Regions from separate parts of the Mus musculus genome. Here all the other regions are linked to region 1. A link is a contact called in public ChIA-PET, Hi-C, HiChIP or PLAC-seq and promoter capture Hi-C data. All regions are on one chromosome and are shown on one strand. Each heading gives the region's core, a stretch centred on a gene start, on an enhancer-like site or on the middle of the called end of the contact. The rest is flanking DNA. Distances are from core to core; before and after follow the strand shown. Region 1 holds the start of Aatf (apoptosis antagonizing transcription factor). Region 2 holds the start of Ddx52 (DExD box helicase 52). Region 3 holds the start of Synrg (synergin, gamma). Region 4 holds the start of Heatr6 (HEAT repeat containing 6). Region 5 holds the start of Usp32 (ubiquitin specific peptidase 32). Region 6 holds the start of Appbp2 (amyloid beta precursor protein (cytoplasmic tail) binding protein 2).

The links. Promoter capture Hi-C pulls out the DNA fragments that hold promoters and counts their contacts. Hi-C and Micro-C count contacts between places; a contact is called where the count stands out from the background. ChIA-PET counts read pairs in DNA pulled down with a chosen protein or histone mark. HiChIP or PLAC-seq counts read pairs in DNA pulled down with a chosen protein or histone mark.
Region 2: a contact with region 1 is called in a Hi-C map of CD8 T cells, with 4 times the contacts expected there. The contact joins the promoter of Ddx52 here to the promoter of Aatf in region 1. A contact is called at or near these places in 1 of 39 promoter capture datasets (cranial neural crest), 3 of 484 Hi-C or Micro-C datasets (CD4 T cells, CD8 T cells and embryonic stem cells) and 1 of 115 datasets of contacts at active chromatin or transcription factors (stem cell-derived neural progenitor cells).
Region 3: an RNA polymerase II ChIA-PET map of memory CD8 T cells shows a contact between it and region 1, with 5 read pairs. The contact joins the promoter of Synrg here to the promoter of Aatf in region 1. A contact is called at or near these places in 1 of 39 promoter capture datasets (frontonasal cranial neural crest), 1 of 484 Hi-C or Micro-C datasets (CD4 T cells), 1 of 115 datasets of contacts at active chromatin or transcription factors (memory CD8 T cells) and 1 of 9 other capture datasets (adipose tissue).
Region 4: a promoter capture Hi-C map of liver shows a contact between it and region 1, with 2.6 times the contacts expected there. The contact joins the promoter of Heatr6 here to the promoter of Aatf in region 1. A contact is called at or near these places in 2 of 39 promoter capture datasets (hippocampal neurons and liver).
Region 5: a promoter capture Hi-C map of liver shows a contact between it and region 1, with 3 times the contacts expected there. The contact joins the promoter of Usp32 here to the promoter of Aatf in region 1. A contact is called at or near these places in 3 of 39 promoter capture datasets (liver and pre-B cells).
Region 6: an H3K27ac HiChIP or PLAC-seq map of thymic regulatory T cells shows a contact between it and region 1, with 5 times the contacts expected there. The contact joins the promoter of Appbp2 here to the promoter of Aatf in region 1. A contact is called at or near these places in 2 of 39 promoter capture datasets (maxillary cranial neural crest and neural stem cells), 1 of 484 Hi-C or Micro-C datasets (CD4 T cells) and 2 of 115 datasets of contacts at active chromatin or transcription factors (memory CD8 T cells and thymic regulatory T cells).

What each region holds. Positions count from the first base shown.
Region 1 is chr11:84,512,055-84,514,754 of GRCm38.p6, reverse strand. Aatf (apoptosis antagonizing transcription factor) reads left to right here and starts at 1,254. Exons shown (of 13, transcript NM_019816.1): 1 at 1,254-1,463; 2 at 2,426-2,614. The coding sequence starts at 1,373.
Region 2 is chr11:83,940,641-83,943,340 of GRCm38.p6, reverse strand. Ddx52 (DExD box helicase 52) reads right to left here and starts at 1,251. Exons shown (of 15, transcript NM_030096.2): 1 at 1,077-1,251; 2 at 1-98. The coding sequence starts at 1,163.
Region 3 is chr11:83,963,149-83,965,848 of GRCm38.p6, reverse strand. Synrg (synergin, gamma) reads right to left here and starts at 1,418. Exons shown (of 20, transcript NM_194341.2): 1 at 1,303-1,418. The coding sequence starts at 1,373.
Region 4 is chr11:83,752,301-83,755,000 of GRCm38.p6, reverse strand. Heatr6 (HEAT repeat containing 6) reads right to left here and starts at 1,364. Exons shown (of 20, transcript NM_145432.3): 1 at 1,060-1,364. The coding sequence starts at 1,278. It overlaps Wfdc21 (WAP four-disulfide core domain 21), which reads right to left. Exons shown (of 3, transcript NM_183249.2): 3 at 2,355-2,507.
Region 5 is chr11:85,138,601-85,141,300 of GRCm38.p6, reverse strand. It overlaps Usp32 (ubiquitin specific peptidase 32), which reads left to right and starts at 1,346. Exons shown (of 34, transcript NM_001029934.1): 1 at 1,346-1,590. The coding sequence starts at 1,533. It also overlaps a transcript of 1700125H20Rik not described here.
Region 6 is chr11:85,233,845-85,236,544 of GRCm38.p6, reverse strand. It overlaps Appbp2 (amyloid beta precursor protein (cytoplasmic tail) binding protein 2), which reads left to right and starts at 1,425. Exons shown (of 13, transcript NM_025825.3): 1 at 1,425-1,873. The coding sequence starts at 1,736. Appbp2os (amyloid beta precursor protein (cytoplasmic tail) binding protein 2, opposite strand) reads right to left here and starts at 1,379. Exons shown (of 4, transcript NR_028329.1): 1 at 1,213-1,379.

The sequences.
Region 1 (2,700 bases), core at 5-2,504:
TGGCAGGCACATGTCTCTAATCCCAGTGGAGACAGGAGGGTCAAGAAATTCAGGGTCATCTTCAATTACATGATGTGTAGGAGGCAAGAGACTGTCTTAACATACAAACAGGCATGGACACAGTGTCTATTATTCAAGTCGTTTTTTCTTTTTTTTTTTTTTCTGGATTCTTCTGAGGCAGCTTTCCTGTTATAGTAGATTCTAGGTCTCCATGGAGGAAGACCTCCAACAGATCAGTATAGACAGACCACTTTACACTCAAATTTGTCATTCCTCGGTGCAGTTCATGTTTCCTGCCCTTCTAGACTGGTCACTGTGTGGAGAGAGAGTCTAACTTACACATCCTATATTTCATCTAGCAGTGCTTGCCACAGTAGTGGGCGTCAAGGGATGCTCCATGAAAAGAAAAACGAATGCAAAGTGATGGCATAGCTTCATGGGCCTGGGTGCAATTACATTTATCACATTAAGGTCTTTGTGTATTTTGAGTCTGGCCATCTAATACCAGAACTGAGTGAAGGGTTTCTCTTCTCCCATCTTCACTAGTTTCGGGGGTCTGACTGAGTCACTCCATCTTTGAACAGAAAAGCTGTTAATATCAACGCTTCTGTAGTAGAGTAATTCTACCCCCCTGCCCCTCCCTGTGATTGCCCAGGCAAGAGGGTACAAGAAGCTACAGAAACAATCTTGATTTGTGGTACAACCATCGCGATTCCTAATTATTTCTATCAATAAAGATCGCACCTCGCCGCACACTTAACACACGCAGGCCTCTCAGATCCTGGCCCGAAGCTGTGTGCCTGGCCGCAGGCTCCTCTACCCTGAGAAAAGCCCCGTTTTGAGTCCCGGGTCTGTGCTTGCTCGAGTGTGTACCTGAGGTTTGAGAGGCTTATCCTTCACTCCCTTTCACAAACCAGCCAGCCACCAGCAGCCACAGCTACTTTACGCTTAATTCCTAAACCAAGCTCGCACAAAGCTCGAGGCGTTATTTCGTGCTTAGGGGACCCTGGCAGCTCAGAGCACAATCAACCTTTCTCGCTCCAAGCGGTCACGTGCTCCGGCGCGCTCCCGCGCCGCGCGTCCGAGGGGCCTCCGGCGCACGCGCGTTCGGGCGGCTCGCAACCCTGCCACGGTTTCGGGCGCCTGCGTCTCAGCTTAGCAGCCCAGTGGTGACGCGACGCCCCGCCCCTCCGGCGCGCGCGCGCCTCCCGGAAGTTGCCTACTGGGATTCTAAACGCCGCCTCCGCGAGGTCTCCGCCTTGAGTTGCCAAGTAGAGTCTGGGCCGTAGCGCCACTGCTGCGAGTGTCGGGCCGGGGGGCTCGGGCTGCAGTGCAGGTTCACGAGCGCAGCGCCGGCAGTGACCTGGTGACCATGGCGGCGCCGCAGCCCTTGGCTCTGCAGCTGGAACAGTTGCTGAATCCGAGACCGCGTGAGGCGGATCCTGAGGCCGACCCGGAGGAGGGTGAGGCCTGACTGGGGCTAACCACGTGCAGAGCAGTGGCTCCGACTTCAAGGGCCGCTGGTGCTTGGACCTGCTCGCCTTCCCTTTTCGCTGGGGGAAAATTGTCTCTTGGGAGGGTGGCGTGAGCAGTAATCCAGCATTCTAGACTCTGGGGGTGGGCGGGACATCAGGACCCTGGCGGGGAGTTGCAGGCAGCCGGCTGGCAGCAGTTTAGGATGCCACTTTTCTTGGTATTACCTTCGAAAGGAGAAAGAAGCCTGATGAGTTTCAGGTTTTTGTGTGTTTGAAACTGACTGCTTCTAAAATCTTCATGAGAATGAAAATGATTACCCGATGCTGTTTAGCCATGTTTATTTAGGCCTTAAGCCATTTGTCCACATTCTGATGACAGACTGATTCTTCATAAACCTGTTCTGAGACCGGCTGGGAGTAATTGTGCTTTAGACTTGGGTCAGGGAGGTGTGAGAAAGACAACTGGAGGGGTGTCATGAGTGTCTATAGCACCCAATGACTGTCACATATTGAGGAAGAATTAAGGACCCTGGGCATGTAGCCGATAACACTTGATGCACTGGATTTAATTTTCAGAACCTCTGAAAAAGAAAAACAATAAAAAACACCATGGAAAAGCAAGGAAGAATCAGATTTATACGTTCCTAGATTTATAAGTTCCAAGGCATAAAAACATGTCTCCTAGTAGTTGCAGGGAGTTAGCTCTCTGTTTAGAAATAGATAGCAATATGACAGCAGTCTCCTTAGAAACCAGAAGTCAACTCCCTATTCCTGTAAGTTAGTTATGTTATGTTATAGAGGACACAATGAATCAAGGGCTGGGGTGGAGCCCAGTACTAAGAGTACTCACCTAGTACAGGAAGGTGGGGTGTGGGGTTGAAATGGCTTAAGTGGGTTCCTGTTAAAGTATTTTTCTAACCTAAGATTCTATTTTTCTCCCTCCCCAACAGCCACTAGAGCCAGAGTGATTGACAGGTTTGATGAAGGGGAAGAGGAGAAAGATGATCTGGCAGTGAGTAGCATTAGAAAGTTGGCACCAGTCTCCCTCTTGGACACCGACAAAAGGTATTCTGGCAAGACCACTTCTAGGAAAGCTTGGAAAGAAGACCATTGGGAGCAGGCTCTGCCAAGTTCATCTGGTGAGTAGACATTTTCACCCCAAACTCTTCTCTTGGCTTAGTTCTGTATGGTTAAACTGTTTTGTTTCTGGATTCTTTCTGGAAGT
Region 2 (2,700 bases), core at 2-2,501, 570 kb after region 1:
AATGCTCCACATTCATCTGAGACGGACTTCTTGTTTCCGAAGAAGTCTAGTCCCTTCAGGACCTCCAAAGACTCGGAATCGAATTTCCTTTTTCCTACCTAAAACCCCAAAAGTTTTAAATGAAATTTACTGCCAGAACTGTTTCCATCCAACCGTGACTGGCTGTACGGAGGACGCAGGTTCAGTAATTCGCCTTTTTAACCTTTTCAAACAAGATTCTGTTGAGCTAAGTAGTGTGTTTAGGCAAACAGAATCCTATCAACAACAACAATGAATATTTATATACATTTACTACACGTCAAGGATATTTATTAGATATTAAATTACTTCATCCTCACACCAACCCTACAAGGTAAATAGCAGTGAGACAGAAGAGGGGAAAAAAAAATCCAGGCACCAGCAAGTAACTTAGTGAAGATCTCAGAAGTATTCACTAGCAGGCCCTGCATTTGATCCCAGAAATCCCTGCTCCAGGGTTCAAATGTAACCACAACACTGCAGTCAGGACGAAGAAACACAGACATCACCCTCCACAAAGGCTGTATTTTACAGTAAGGCTTATGTTTAAAATGTTTCACAAGTGAGTCCCAACTGACTTCCTTTCATGCTCACTACTTCTTTAAGAAACCCCCCGCATATCAGGATCACACTTTTGGTTGGCTACTTAAAATGTGGTTGGTTAGAGTGATGAAAAAACAAAACAAAACACCCCAACTCTCCACTGCAGTACAGCTATCTGTACATTAAGTCAAACTTGGGTAGCTTACAGTGAAAGCGTGCTTTCTTAGTTTCTAAGAGGGGTCTCGGAAAGGATTCCAACTTTGTGAGTAAAGTAAGATACCTGGGAATCAAAATGTCTGTGCCAGGCTCAACTGAGTCTACCGGGGCTCAGTAAACAGTCCTTCAGAAGTCTGGGGTAAATCTTAGGTTAAGCTAAATCCCAGGAGGGAAATGCTTGGGGGTGATCGGAGCCTGGCCTCGGGGTCTCCAGCGCGCCGGCTGCCCGGTTGGCGGCGGTCTCAATCTCCGGATCCCGCCCCTTCTCGGTCACGCGGCTCCCCGCGTACAGAAAGTACCTGGAATCGAGTAGCGTCTGCTGAGAAGCGCTTCACGTCGAACTTGGCGCCGGCTCCAAGCCGGCGAAACAGGTCGTAGGAATCCATCTTTACCCAGAAGGCCCCACGGCCTCCCGGCGCCTGCGTTTACCACTTTCTATCCGCGACTGCTTCCGCACAGGCCGTAGCGGAAGTCGCTCCAGGAGGCGGAGCCTGGCTGTGATAGGCGTGGAAAACGTGTGAGCTGGGAATTCGTTCACAAAATCCAAAATCGACGCTTCTTGTGCGTGGGAGTGTGCTAGACGTTTAGTGATAGTTTGATGAGCAACACGCCAATATTCTGCATTTTCGGTTACCGTTTAGAAAGGACAGAGATACTATTAACCAGTTACTGTAACTGAGGAAAATGGAAAGCATCGTGAGGCAAATTAAAAGCTGTGATGGGTTGAGAAGGGGTAGAAGCTAGTTTAGTTAGATTGGTTAAATTCAATCAAATTTGAACTGAGAAGGGGCCACTTTCCCAAGACATGGGAACAGCATTCCAGGGAAGAGAAAACCCATCTGAAGAAGGAAACGGATCTGAAACCTTGTTAGAACAGAAGCCGATCTGAGTTGCTCTCCAGTGCCACAGAAAGAAGGAAAAGGGGGTGGGTGGGGGGAGGGATGAAGGAAGAAATGAAGAAAGGAAAGAAAATTGGAGTAGCTGGAGCTAAGCTTACAGGGGCAAACAAACCAGGTCTCAACGCTGTAACAAGGGCATGATGAAGTATTTAGGTTTTAATCTAAACATGCTGCAAAACCAAAATTCATGGAAGGAGCAACTATCTTAGTTTATCCCATTTGATTTTTAGATTCATTCTCATTGTGTTTGAACTACTCGACTTTTTAAGTTTTGTATAACCTGTCTTCTGGAATGTAAGTCCACAAACATGAAGATCTATTTTTGCTTTATGATTGTATCCCTGGTTCTGTTTGCTTTCCATAAATGTTTGATGAATGAATTCGTGAAAGGGCCATACATGATTATTTGGAGTTATTTGGAGAAGGGACATGGAACAGATAAGAGTAGAAATGGAGACTAAAGTAGCTGTTGCTTTTATCTGGGTTGATAGCTATTCAAATGTGGATGGATTTGGGCTACAGTTTGGATATAGAGTTTAATGTACCTGATGGAGTTTGTGTAGGGTGAGGAAATGGATCCAGAGGTAGCTAAATATTGTGGTTTGAGCTGGGATGATGGCATGCCATTTACTGAACTAAGAAGAAAGGAAGAGCAGCCTTTTGGTGAGAATGAGAATCATGGAATTGTTACGTTTGTAGACATGTAGATCTCTACTTGATTAAGTGAAGACATCCAATTAGGTACTTGGACCCAAGAGTCTGAAGCTCAGGACTGAAGGCTGGAGAAACAAAACTGGGAGACATCAAAATATAAATAATACAATGCATAGACTCAAACATCATATGTCCATATCATTTGTGGATAGATCTATGATATAGAGAGGAGAGGGGGAAAGTTCAGTTCTAGTGAGACTTTCATTCTCGAGGAGAGCAGATGTGGAGTGAGCATAAGATGTCATGAAAATCTCTTCCCTGACTCCTCCTTACAGCTAACAGTGGGGACATCTTACTCTTTTAAATATAT
Region 3 (2,700 bases), core at 169-2,668, 550 kb after region 1:
TCAGAGCTGGATTACAGGCATTCTCCAGTGCAGCTCCTTGGACCAGTGGCATTAAAATACTACAAACCAAACTGAGCAACACACTGAATTTTTCTGTGCCCAGGGGGTCTTCCTTTTTTTTTTTTTTGAAAACATTTGTGCCTAAAACATGAAATTCTTTGAAAATTTCTAGGACTGGTCCCATTATTACTCATACATTTGATTAGATTAATAGAATGCCACTTTAGAAATTGTCATCCTGTATATATTCTGCAGGCAAAAGCAATTTCTAATGCTCACTAATGAAAGACCCCAACGAAACAGTGACAAAACCAGAGGAGGAAGGAAAATGTTTTAAGTTTAAAGTCAAAGACTGTAGAGGAAGCAGAAAACCTGGCCACACACCGTTGCTTTATTCAAGTGACTGCTTTTTTTCCTTCCGTGAATGAGTGTGTGTGTGTGTATTCACAATATGCACCTGAAGGAGACGGTTACTTTAAAATCTTTTACACATTTGAAGTGTAGGTGATTCCAAAATTAAACTATACATTAAAAAAAAAACCCAAATACTTCGCTTTCCAAAGATAACTTAGGATATTTAAAAATAAAAGCTAATTTTATCTCGGAATGTGTGTGCTATATGTCAGCTAATTAAATAAACACAAACTGAGTCATGATAGAAAGGGGAGCAGACTTTCTGGAATCAAACATTTTGTCAAATGAAAATGAACTTGAGTTACAAACACCCCTTTACCATTCTGGATACAGGGAGCATAGCCTAAAAATTATCTGAAATAGAACAAAGAGCAGATTTTTATTTTTAAAAGGAGCTCAATAAAGTCTGGAAGCTTTTGTTTTAAGAGGAGCATACTGCTCTTGGTCAGTGAATTTTCTTTGTTTCAAAATGTCTATTTTAAAAGGAGTCAGACAAATGTTTTTTTCTACTAAACGGGCTTTATCTCAAGACAATTACTAATTCAAAGGTCTTCAGATTTTTCTATTTGTATGTGAAGAAAAGAAAAAAGGACTGGACAGGACGCTCTATGAGAGGAAAGACAGTACTGTACAGTCTTAAAACGGTTCCTCCAGCTTTGCGACTAGACCGTCACAGCCTTCGCTCCGACAGCAGCTCGAGCCCAGCAAGCCTAGCAGGGACTCGCGGGCGCTCGAGGCCCCGCGGCAGGTGCGGTGGCGCCTGCACCCGAGCGCGCTCCCCGCGGGTCCCCAGGACGCTCGCGCCCCGCAACCGCCGCCCCTGCGCCCGGCCCCACCTGCCCACCCCGCCGACCATGGCTGCCCACTCCGCCCGCCCCGCCGACCCACCTGCCTGCCCCGCCGGGCCCCGCGCCCGCCCCCGCCGCGCCGCTGGCTCCGGCTCCCGGCCGCAGCGCCATCTTGCTCGGGGCCGCCGCCGCGCCAGCAGCTGTCAGCCGAAGACAGGCACTTCCGGGGCAGACACCGCCCCACCAAGTCGGGGCCGACGACGGGGCGGGGCTGCGCGCCCACGTGACTTCATGGCCCCCGGGCACGAGCGGCGCGCCCCGGTGGCATTCTGCAGGAGACACAGCACTGCGGCTGGTGTAGTTAGTTTGCAAACCCGGATCTGCACTAATGCACACAGTAGGTCCTGATATAACCAGATGATGGAACACAGGTGCTTTTCTGCTGTTCCTTTACACAGCAGTCGGATCCTAGAGGGCCTTTACAGCTGTTTCCCTTGGCACTCTCTCTTCAGCATCTATTACAGACACTGACAGTACCTTTTACTTAAGTCAATCTAGAGCATACATGGACCCAATACACACGAAGAGGATATCCTCCAAGGTGCCCTACTCATGTGGTCGGTTTTGCCATAGTGAGGCACCGTGAGCACATGCTGAACCTACACAGGGTATTTTTACTTTGACACCTCCAACCCTAACCAAGCTACCTGGAAGTAAAATGTGTTGAAAGTAAGTTTGTTAAGCTCTTAGATAATGGATCAATCACAACCAGTCCCTGCCACTTCTTGCCTTACAGCTTTCGCTGAGACAATTATAATAGGTTATTAGTTTACTAGACCAGTTTTATGTGCATTTAATAGTCTGATGTCCCTGAGTTATTACTGCTATTTTAGAAATGAGAAAAAAAAATCTTGAAAGAAGTTCTTGTAATATGCTCAGATCTTGGAGCTGCAGTGTGTCCACACCAATATGTCCTCAAAGTCCTTGGTCCTTTAACTAGGACCACGCCCACTATTTGTGAGATCTGTTTTCCTTGTTTGGTCTTGTTTACTATTTCACTTTTCCTCTTCCCTGGTCAAAGCTAGCATTTATATAGGAGAGTCCTTACTGATATGTATAGGAGTTTAAATCCATTCCTGACCCTTTTTTTAAAAAAAAAGCTGATACAAGTTTTGTAGCTACTTCATGGACTGGGTGGTTGCTCAGAAAAAATAAAGAGAAAATAACTGAATGGGGATTATCAACACGATCTGTTACCATCTCTATCTGCATCCGTCCAAGGACACTCCCCACCTGTGTTAAGAGTCTTGTTAGGATGCTTTGAGATCACAGCCCCATACCACATAATCGTTTCTATACTTCATCACTGCCGTTAGTTGCTAAAGAGTGGTGCTGTTAGCATACAAAGCTTCAGACACAGAGATAGGCACTTTTACTCTTAAAACACAGGAAAAGCTGAAGGTCTAAAATGAAAATGCAGCCGCAATGGTTTCAAGTG
Region 4 (2,700 bases), core at 115-2,614, 760 kb after region 1:
AACCCGAGGCACCAAGTGCCAAGTGACTGAACCCAAGAGGAGAACAAGGAGAGAAGAATGGAAAGGCACACATTTTGTTGTTGTTGTTGTGCAAAATAGCCAAGTATATAAATAAAAAGCTCCCTTAATTTCACTTAGTTCCACTCTGCTCCCTTATCCGTGGTGAGCTGCTCGGGATTCTTTTCCCCTTTACATCCTTAAGCCCCATATTTTTCTCTTACTGTTTGGCCGCTTGCTTCTGCCATTTGCCAATATACATAGAAAATCTCTGATTATGCGTACACTTGTATGCGTTTTGTTTGTTTTTTGTTTTTGTTTTTCCAATAGCAGACTCTGGCAAAGAATAGTCTGGAATGGGGCTAGAATAGAGGAAGATCAGTGAGAGACTAGGGAGAGAAGAGTGTGAACTGAGAAACATGTTTGAGACAGACTGAAGAATTTTAATCCAACAGGCTCCAGGGTAAAGAAAAGAAGCAGTGTGCATGCCTTGTGTGTATTTGGGGTGGGGTAGGGTAGAATGAATAGGGGATTAGGAGTATGGGAGACAATGTATTCATCTATACGAGCTATCAAGTTTGAGATGCTCGCAGGTAGGACTGGCTCAGGGGTTCTGGGAATCAGTGATATACAAGAGCGGATGTGTATGAATGAGATGATCCTGACAGGAGAAGTGGAAGCAAACGAGAGCTAGTGCCGAAACAAAACAGAAAATACAGGCCTTACGACAAATTTAGGTTCCAATCTAGCTCTGCCATTTGCCCAAACCGTGACGCTGGATCTCTTGTGAGCTTCAGTGCGTACATCAGCGAAATCAACTAAGACTACCCTCGCTCCGACATTCCCGGAGTCGCTCACCAGGGATGGCAGCTGAGGGCGTCAGAGCAGAAGCCTTTGAAAAGATGCTGGCTTGCAAGCTTTCAGATGGAGGGCAGAGAGATATGGCACGGACCGAGGGAGAAAGCCAGCCTGGAACTAAGTCATCCGGGACGTGGGTGAGAGCCGGAGGGGCCGGAGGGAGGAACCAGCCGTTGTCCGGGCAGGATGAGGCGCGCCGCCTACCTCGGGGGCCACGCCGCCGCCCTCGCTGTAGTTCTCGGAGATGAGCTGGTCGAAGAGCAGGTGAATCTCCATGCGGGACACGGTGCTGTCATCCGGCTGCAGCGCGCGGAGCCTGGCAGACAAGCGGCGGAACCCATCGTCCTGCTCCGGCGACAGTTCCCGCGGGGCCTCTCGCGGCTGCCCACAAGGAAGAGAGGCGGCGACCTGCACCGCCGCCATTTTTCCTCCGTGAGAAAGCCTGGGAAATACTTCCGGGGCACCGCTTGGGGCAGGGCCTGGGTGTGTGCTCCAGTTCCGGAAAGCCATCATTTGAACTGTAGGTTGCAAGTCGTTCTGTGATTAGGATAGGTAAAAGGCAGCAGAAATAAGGCCACCCACCACCCCTTACCCTCTCAGAAAGTTTGCTCTTGGGCAGGGCTGACGTTGCTAGAGTTTCAGATTCTGGCTGGAGTTGGAGAGCACTCTTCTACATGGCAGTGACAGAAAAGTGAGCTATATGGCTTCCTTCTACTCTTGATGTTCTGATAGGACACAAGCTGGAGTTATCACAGAGAAAGGAGCTTCAGTTGGGGAAGTAAGTGCCTCCATGAGATCCAGCTGTGGAGCATTTTCTCAATTAGTGATCAAGGGAGAAGGGCCCCTTGTGGGTGGGACCATCTCTGGGCTGGTAGTCTTGGTTCTATAAGAGAGCAGGCTGAGCAAGCCAGAAGAAGCAAGCCAGTAAGTAACATCCCTCCATGTCCTCTGCATCAGCTCCTGCTTCCTGACCTGCTTGAGTTCCTGTCCTGACATCCTTTGGCGATCAACAGCAATGTGGAAATTGTAACCTGAATAAATCCTTTCCTCCCTGACTTGCTTCTTGGTCATGATGTTTGTGCAGGAATAGAAACCCTGACTAAGACAAAAACTTAACGTATTGACATTAGTAGCTTTTTCACGATTAGGATTAGATAACTGAGAGGAACAGTTTAAAGGAAGGAGGATTTATTATTATTATTATTATTATTATTATTAATTTTTTGGTGCACTATTTTAGGTGGTTTAAGGCTATGCTTGACTGAATCTGCTGCTTTGTAGTAAAGGAGAATGATCGTGACAGCAGGGGTATTTGGTTGAGGCTTCTCACCTAAAGCAACCAGGAAACAACAAGAAACATGTCAAGCCCAGGACAAAATACCCCGTTGACCTATCTCCTCCAGCATGGCCCCTTCTTCCCAAACAGTACAATCAACTATGGACCAGGGAGACGTGTCATATTCAAACCATAACAACCTCCAAGAAAATAACTCAAGAAGTGTTGAGACTTTTACATTAATGATTTATTAAAAGAAACAACTCCTTGTCCCACTCCACTGTGCTGCTTGTAATCTCCATACATGGCCTCCATTTTCAACTGTTTTCTTGGTCACAGAGCTCCAAACAGACACATTTTTTTTTCCAGGTAGAAGCTATAGGAAGAAATGAACAGTAATCAGGGAAGATGGCCTTTGAGAAAATTCTTTGTTGGAGAAATAGATATAAAAATTATACACGAGACCTGCTGTTTTGGGTACCTGGCTACTGCCCAGAGTGCAATGAGAAACATTAGATCTTGATGCTGGAAATCCATAGCACCATCAGAAAGCCAGAAAGCACTACAGG
Region 5 (2,700 bases), core at 97-2,596, 630 kb before region 1:
TTTACTAACTTATGACATTTATTTTTAACGTTTTGACTATTGTATATACTATAAATGCTGAGTGCATAAATAGCTGTTCACACATCCCTTTAAAGACATACTTCGGGACTATATACTGAGAAGTGGAATTGCTGAACCACATGCCTGATATGCTACAACACAATGAGCCATGTTAAGTGAAATAAGCCAGTCACAGGAGAAATGTAGTTGCCTTGATGAACCAACATTACTGTTGAAAGTTTCAGTTCTCTACTAGATCAAGTAGTCCTGAAGATAAACTAAGACTGAATAACGATGTAAATGTTAATGCTACTAAATTCACACACACACACTATATACATATGTATTATACATAAAATATATGTATTTTAAAGCAAGCTACTCAGTTTTGAACTGTCTCATTTTTAGAGGGCAAGTGTTTGGTTGAAGCATGAAGGTGGCAGGGCTGGGTGTGGTGTTTCTTGTAGAACCAGTACATGGGAAACTGAGGCACGCGAATCTACAAGTTCGAGGACAGCCTGGGTTACAAAGCAGAACCCTGCGTCAGAAACAAACACCCAAAACAAAACATCTAATGCGGCTTAAAAAAATTGGGGGAGGGAGGCAACAGGTTCAGAGGGAAAAATGGACCAACATAGTGGCTTGGGCCTCTGAAAGAAAAGCTAAGGCAGCCGCGTTTGGAGAATGGGAAGGCGTAGAAAGTAAAATACTGCGACAAGGTCCACTGCCCTGTCCTGAGGCTCCATCTCTAGAAGGAAAAAGAGGTATCTTCTCAGAGAAGCCGTGAGTCTCATCTTCCACTTCTGCCAACATCCCCCGAACGTTAGGGGTCCCCCGCCTGCCCGCTCCTTTTGTCGCCCGCACCGCTTTCCTCAGACCCCCCCTGCTCCCTAACATTCCCCTAGTCTTCCAAGGTGGGTCGCGGCCACCGCAGCACCAACCGTCATCGCTCCGGCCCCGCCCGTCGAACGCCAGAACGTGGGGGGCGGGAAGACCCGTCCTCGGGCGCCCCGGAAGTCACTGCCCTCTTGGCCAGCTGAGCGCCGCGGCGGGATTCGAGGCCTAGGATTGGCAGGAAGATAGGGATGACGTGCTACGTGTGGCGAGGCCGCCCCGCCCCCCCTGCGCGCTCTTAGCGTGGGGTGGGGCGGAGCGTGGCCCCCCGGCGGCCATTACCCGGAACCGTCCCGGGCCTTGGGTCAGGTGACCCGCGGCGGTGCTGGCGGGAGGGCGGGGTGGGGGCGGAAGGGAGGAGAGGAGGAGTGAGGCGAGACGCGAAGGGAGGAGAGAGAGGAGAAGGGCGGAGTAGGAGGGAGGGGAAGGGGGCGGGGTGGGAGCGGGTCACGTGACTCGGCATGGAGGCGGCGGCGGCGGCCGGGAGGAGTCGCTGGGGCAGAAGCCGCACTTGTTAGTGTTGGGGGAGGAGGGGGCCGGGGACGCCGACACCGTCAGCCGGCGACGCCGCGAAGGAGGCGGGAGGGGGGTGGGGGCGAAAGCAGGCTCCGACCCCCGGCCGAGGGGATGAGGGGAGCATGGGCGCCAAGGAGTCACGGATCGGATTCCTCAGCTACGAGGAGGCGCTGAGGAGAGGTGAGGGGGAGGGGTCGAGTGAGCTGCGGGGAGGCCAGCGCGGAGCGCCCAGGGGTGGGTGGCCGGAGGGAGAGGAGGCTGGGGCGTGGGGTGCCTGGCGAAGGACCCGGGAGGCCAGCCGTGGGAATATCGAGGGCAGGGAGGTGGAAGGGGAAGCGGGGTGTGGGAATTGGGGCACTAGGGGAGGGGGCGAAGCTTTGGCAGTGACGGGGGTACCGGGCGCTGGCTGGCCATTGCCGGTGCACTCGGTTGGCGTTGTTATCTTGTTTAGGTGCAGGGAAGCCCTGACCATCGGTTCTTGGGTGGCTCAACCCTTCCAGGCCCCCTCATCCTTCAGTGCCATTTTCTCATATCACTCTTTCATTTAAAAAAAAAAAAAAAAGCCTCCGACAACATCCTAATCTGGTTTCTAACAGCATTGGCTGGAGGAGAAGACAGGGCGTTCTGTTTTGCTCCTGGAAGTCCTTTTCTATTAGGGAGCCTCTGGTTTTCCCAGGGTCTTTGCCTCTCTGTTGAGGGCGATGACTATCCTTCCATTTACTCCTGCCATCCTTCACCCTTTGAGCGGTTGACTTTGATTAAGAACGACCTGAAAGTGAAGTTGTGTTTAAGGTGAGAACAGATTAGACAGCTGATGTTCATAAGACCTTGTCTTAGGTTTCCTCTCCTCGGACATTGATCAGACGGTTTTAGTACACTTGATTCCCAGTTCTTACCCCCTCGCTCCCTTAAAATGGCATTCGGAAACCCAGCATTGTGATACTGTATTACAGCTCCCTTCAGAGACTGGCCTTGCTGTCAACGGCTGCTGCTCTTGGCTCTGATTCACACTGTGTTGTTAATAGCCCCCAACCCCCTACCACTTACTCTGATACGATTGTCAGTGTAAAGCTCGTGCTAACTGGAAGTGTCTTGCACAGTTTATGGCCGGAATGTGACTTAATTTTTCATGACTGAGATTTGAGAGTGTGTCTGTGTGGTGCTTGTAGTTCTCTTTGATGTTTAATGGATTTTCTTGGTAAGAAGTGAAAAACATTAAGCAGATTAGTGGCCAGACATTATTGTTAACAGATTTCTAAGACCAAAATAAATAAATAAATAAATAAATAA
Region 6 (2,700 bases), core at 176-2,675, 720 kb before region 1:
GGAGATAGAGAATCAGTGCAAGTTTAAATCCAAAGCTAACAAGTTATTGTTCCAGGCCAGCCATGCCCATAAGTAGGACCCTGACTCAAAATCAATCATCAATCAATCAATCAAAGGGTGTTTTAGAGGTTTCTATGTTTTTTTTTTAAACTTGATAAATCTGTCAACCCTATTTTGAGGCTGACTACAGCTTTCCCAGGTTTGTCAATTATAGCCTAAGAAATCACAGGACTGAAGAAGTTTAAATGTGTGTATGGTTAATCAGTTTCACTGGATTTAAAGTGCATTTCTCCATTTGTTTGACATGCATTCTCAGACTACTAGAAGAATTTGGTAGGCAAGCCAAAACATTTAATAGATTCTTTTTTTTTTCAATGCAAAAATGGGGAAACGGGGCTTGAATGATTGCTCAGTAAAAAAATGCTGGCAACTACCTTTGATCCCAGCACTAGCGAGGCAGAGGCAGCAAGATCTCTGTGACTTGAGGCTAGCCTGGTCTACAGATAAAGTTCTAGGAGAGCCAGGGCATGTTAAACAAATTTTTCTTCTTTTAAAAAAAAAGAAAAAAGAAAATTGTCCCAGCACTCGGGAGGCAGAGGTAGGCAGATTTCTGAGTTCGAGGCCAGCCTGGTCTACAAAGTGAGTTCCAAGACAGCCAGGGCTATACAGAGAAACCCTGTCTCGAAAAACCAAAATTTAAAATAAAATAAAATTGGATAGGGGCTGGTGAGATGGCTCAGTTGATTAAGAGCACCGACTGCTCTTCCGGAGGTCATGAGTTCAAATCCCAGCAACTACATGGTGGCTCACAACCATCCCCAATGAAAAAGAATCTATGAGCTAGGGCTGAGCGAGTAGAGCAGGAGACAACAGGGCCAGAGCAAGAGGGACAGGCCTGGAACTCACACTGTAGACCAGGCTGGCCTGGAGCTCACAGAAATCCACCTGCCTCTGTCTCTGCAGTGCTGGGATAAAAGTGATGGGCCACCACATCCCTCAATATAGATTTTCTTTGTTTGAGACAGGGTCTCACTCCATAGACCTTGACCTCAGGAGATACCCCTGCCTCTGCCTCCCAAGCGATCCATTCCAAGTGCACCACCATGCCCCGTCCGTGCTGTGCACTTTTGTGAAAAAAAGATCAGTCCTAAAGTTCGTTGATCTAAAAGATCAATTCTTAAAGTTGAAGAGGGCTGTCGTCGAAAAACTCACTGAAACGAGACTGTGTTGGAGAGCCACAGCACGCTGGATAAAACACCACTCCAACTACCGCCCAGCTTCCCCGGTGTCTCGTCCTTTAGGAACAAGCACCCAGCGCCCCTCAGACGCTCCGCGCTCTTTCTCCGCAAGTTTTCCGCCTGCCGCATTCCTTCCCGGGCGCGTCGGCGCGTCGCGCGTTGACGTCATGACGCACACACGCAGCCCCGCCCATGCAGAGCTGAGAGCCTGGACGGAACTGGGCTCGCTCTCCTGTTGGGAATGTGAGGCTCTCGGTACGGTCGTGGTCTGCGTTCGTCCGGATCTTCCGTGGCCGCCGCTACCGCCGCTACCGCCAGCACCATCTGCCCTCAGGCCGCGCGCGCACGCAGAGGCCCGGCAGCCGGGTCCGAGAGGCGCGCGCACGCCCGCTCGCCCGCGTGGTCGCCGCCCCTCGGAAGCCTCCGGAGCCTCACACGGGTTCGCTACGGAGGGAGGCGGAGGCCTGCGGGAGGAGGCGGAGGAGGAGCGAGGGAAGATGGCGGCCGTGGAGCTCGAGTGGATCCCGGAGACGCTCTACAACACCGCCATCTCCGCTGTCGTGGACAACTACATCCGCTCGCGCCGCGACATCCGCTCCTTGCCGGAGAATATCCAGTTCGACGTTTACTACAAGGTACAGGCGATCTGTTCTATCGGACCCCGCCGCTGCTCCTGGGCCGCACCCCCTTCCACGTCCACGGCCCGGCCTGTAGCTCTCGAGGTAGCGTCGGCTGCGGTGGCCGCTTTCCGATACGCCGCCACCCCCGCGTCTGCCTCCCGGTCTGTGCGGCCCGGGGGGGTTCTTGTGTGAGAGCTATCCGCCATCCCCTTAGGGGCCCCAGGGTAGGCCTGCGGGAATGCCTGACCCAGCCGAGTCCCACCCGGTCCTCTAGTCGCTGGGGTATTTTCTGTCTTCTCTAGTGTTTGTATCAGCTGGACTTTTTTGTTCCGCTCCACCCCTAATTCTCCCTACTTTGTCATCTCGTCGATCCTCTTTACCCGAGTAACTGCTTTCTTTCTTTTTCTTTTTTTTTTCCCCTCCCTTCTCTAATCCGAGTTTCGTCCCTTTCCTTTCTTTCAATCCGAAATGATTTAGTTAGGGCTTAATGAAAATGGTCTGTGGGCTTCATTTGCATATCCTTGAAAGCTTTTTTGTGTGGTTTCTAGGTTTGTTTTGGTTTTTCGGTTTACACTTTGGGTTAAATTGGGAATTTTACTAATAGATTAGTAATAGACTGGATCTTTAGAAAGGACGCAGTGAAATTCCCTGAAAGCAAGAAGTAGAAATCTGAATTATACCAATGTGTATGAAAAGTGCGATTTTGCAGCATTCTTGCGTCGCTCCCTCTCAAAAATCTGCACAGAAAGTCCCAAGTTGCTCTCCAAGGAGTTTCAAGGGTAAGTGTTCATAGACGTGGACAATTTTTGCAGTGTTCTGAGAGGGAGGAGAACTTTATGGAC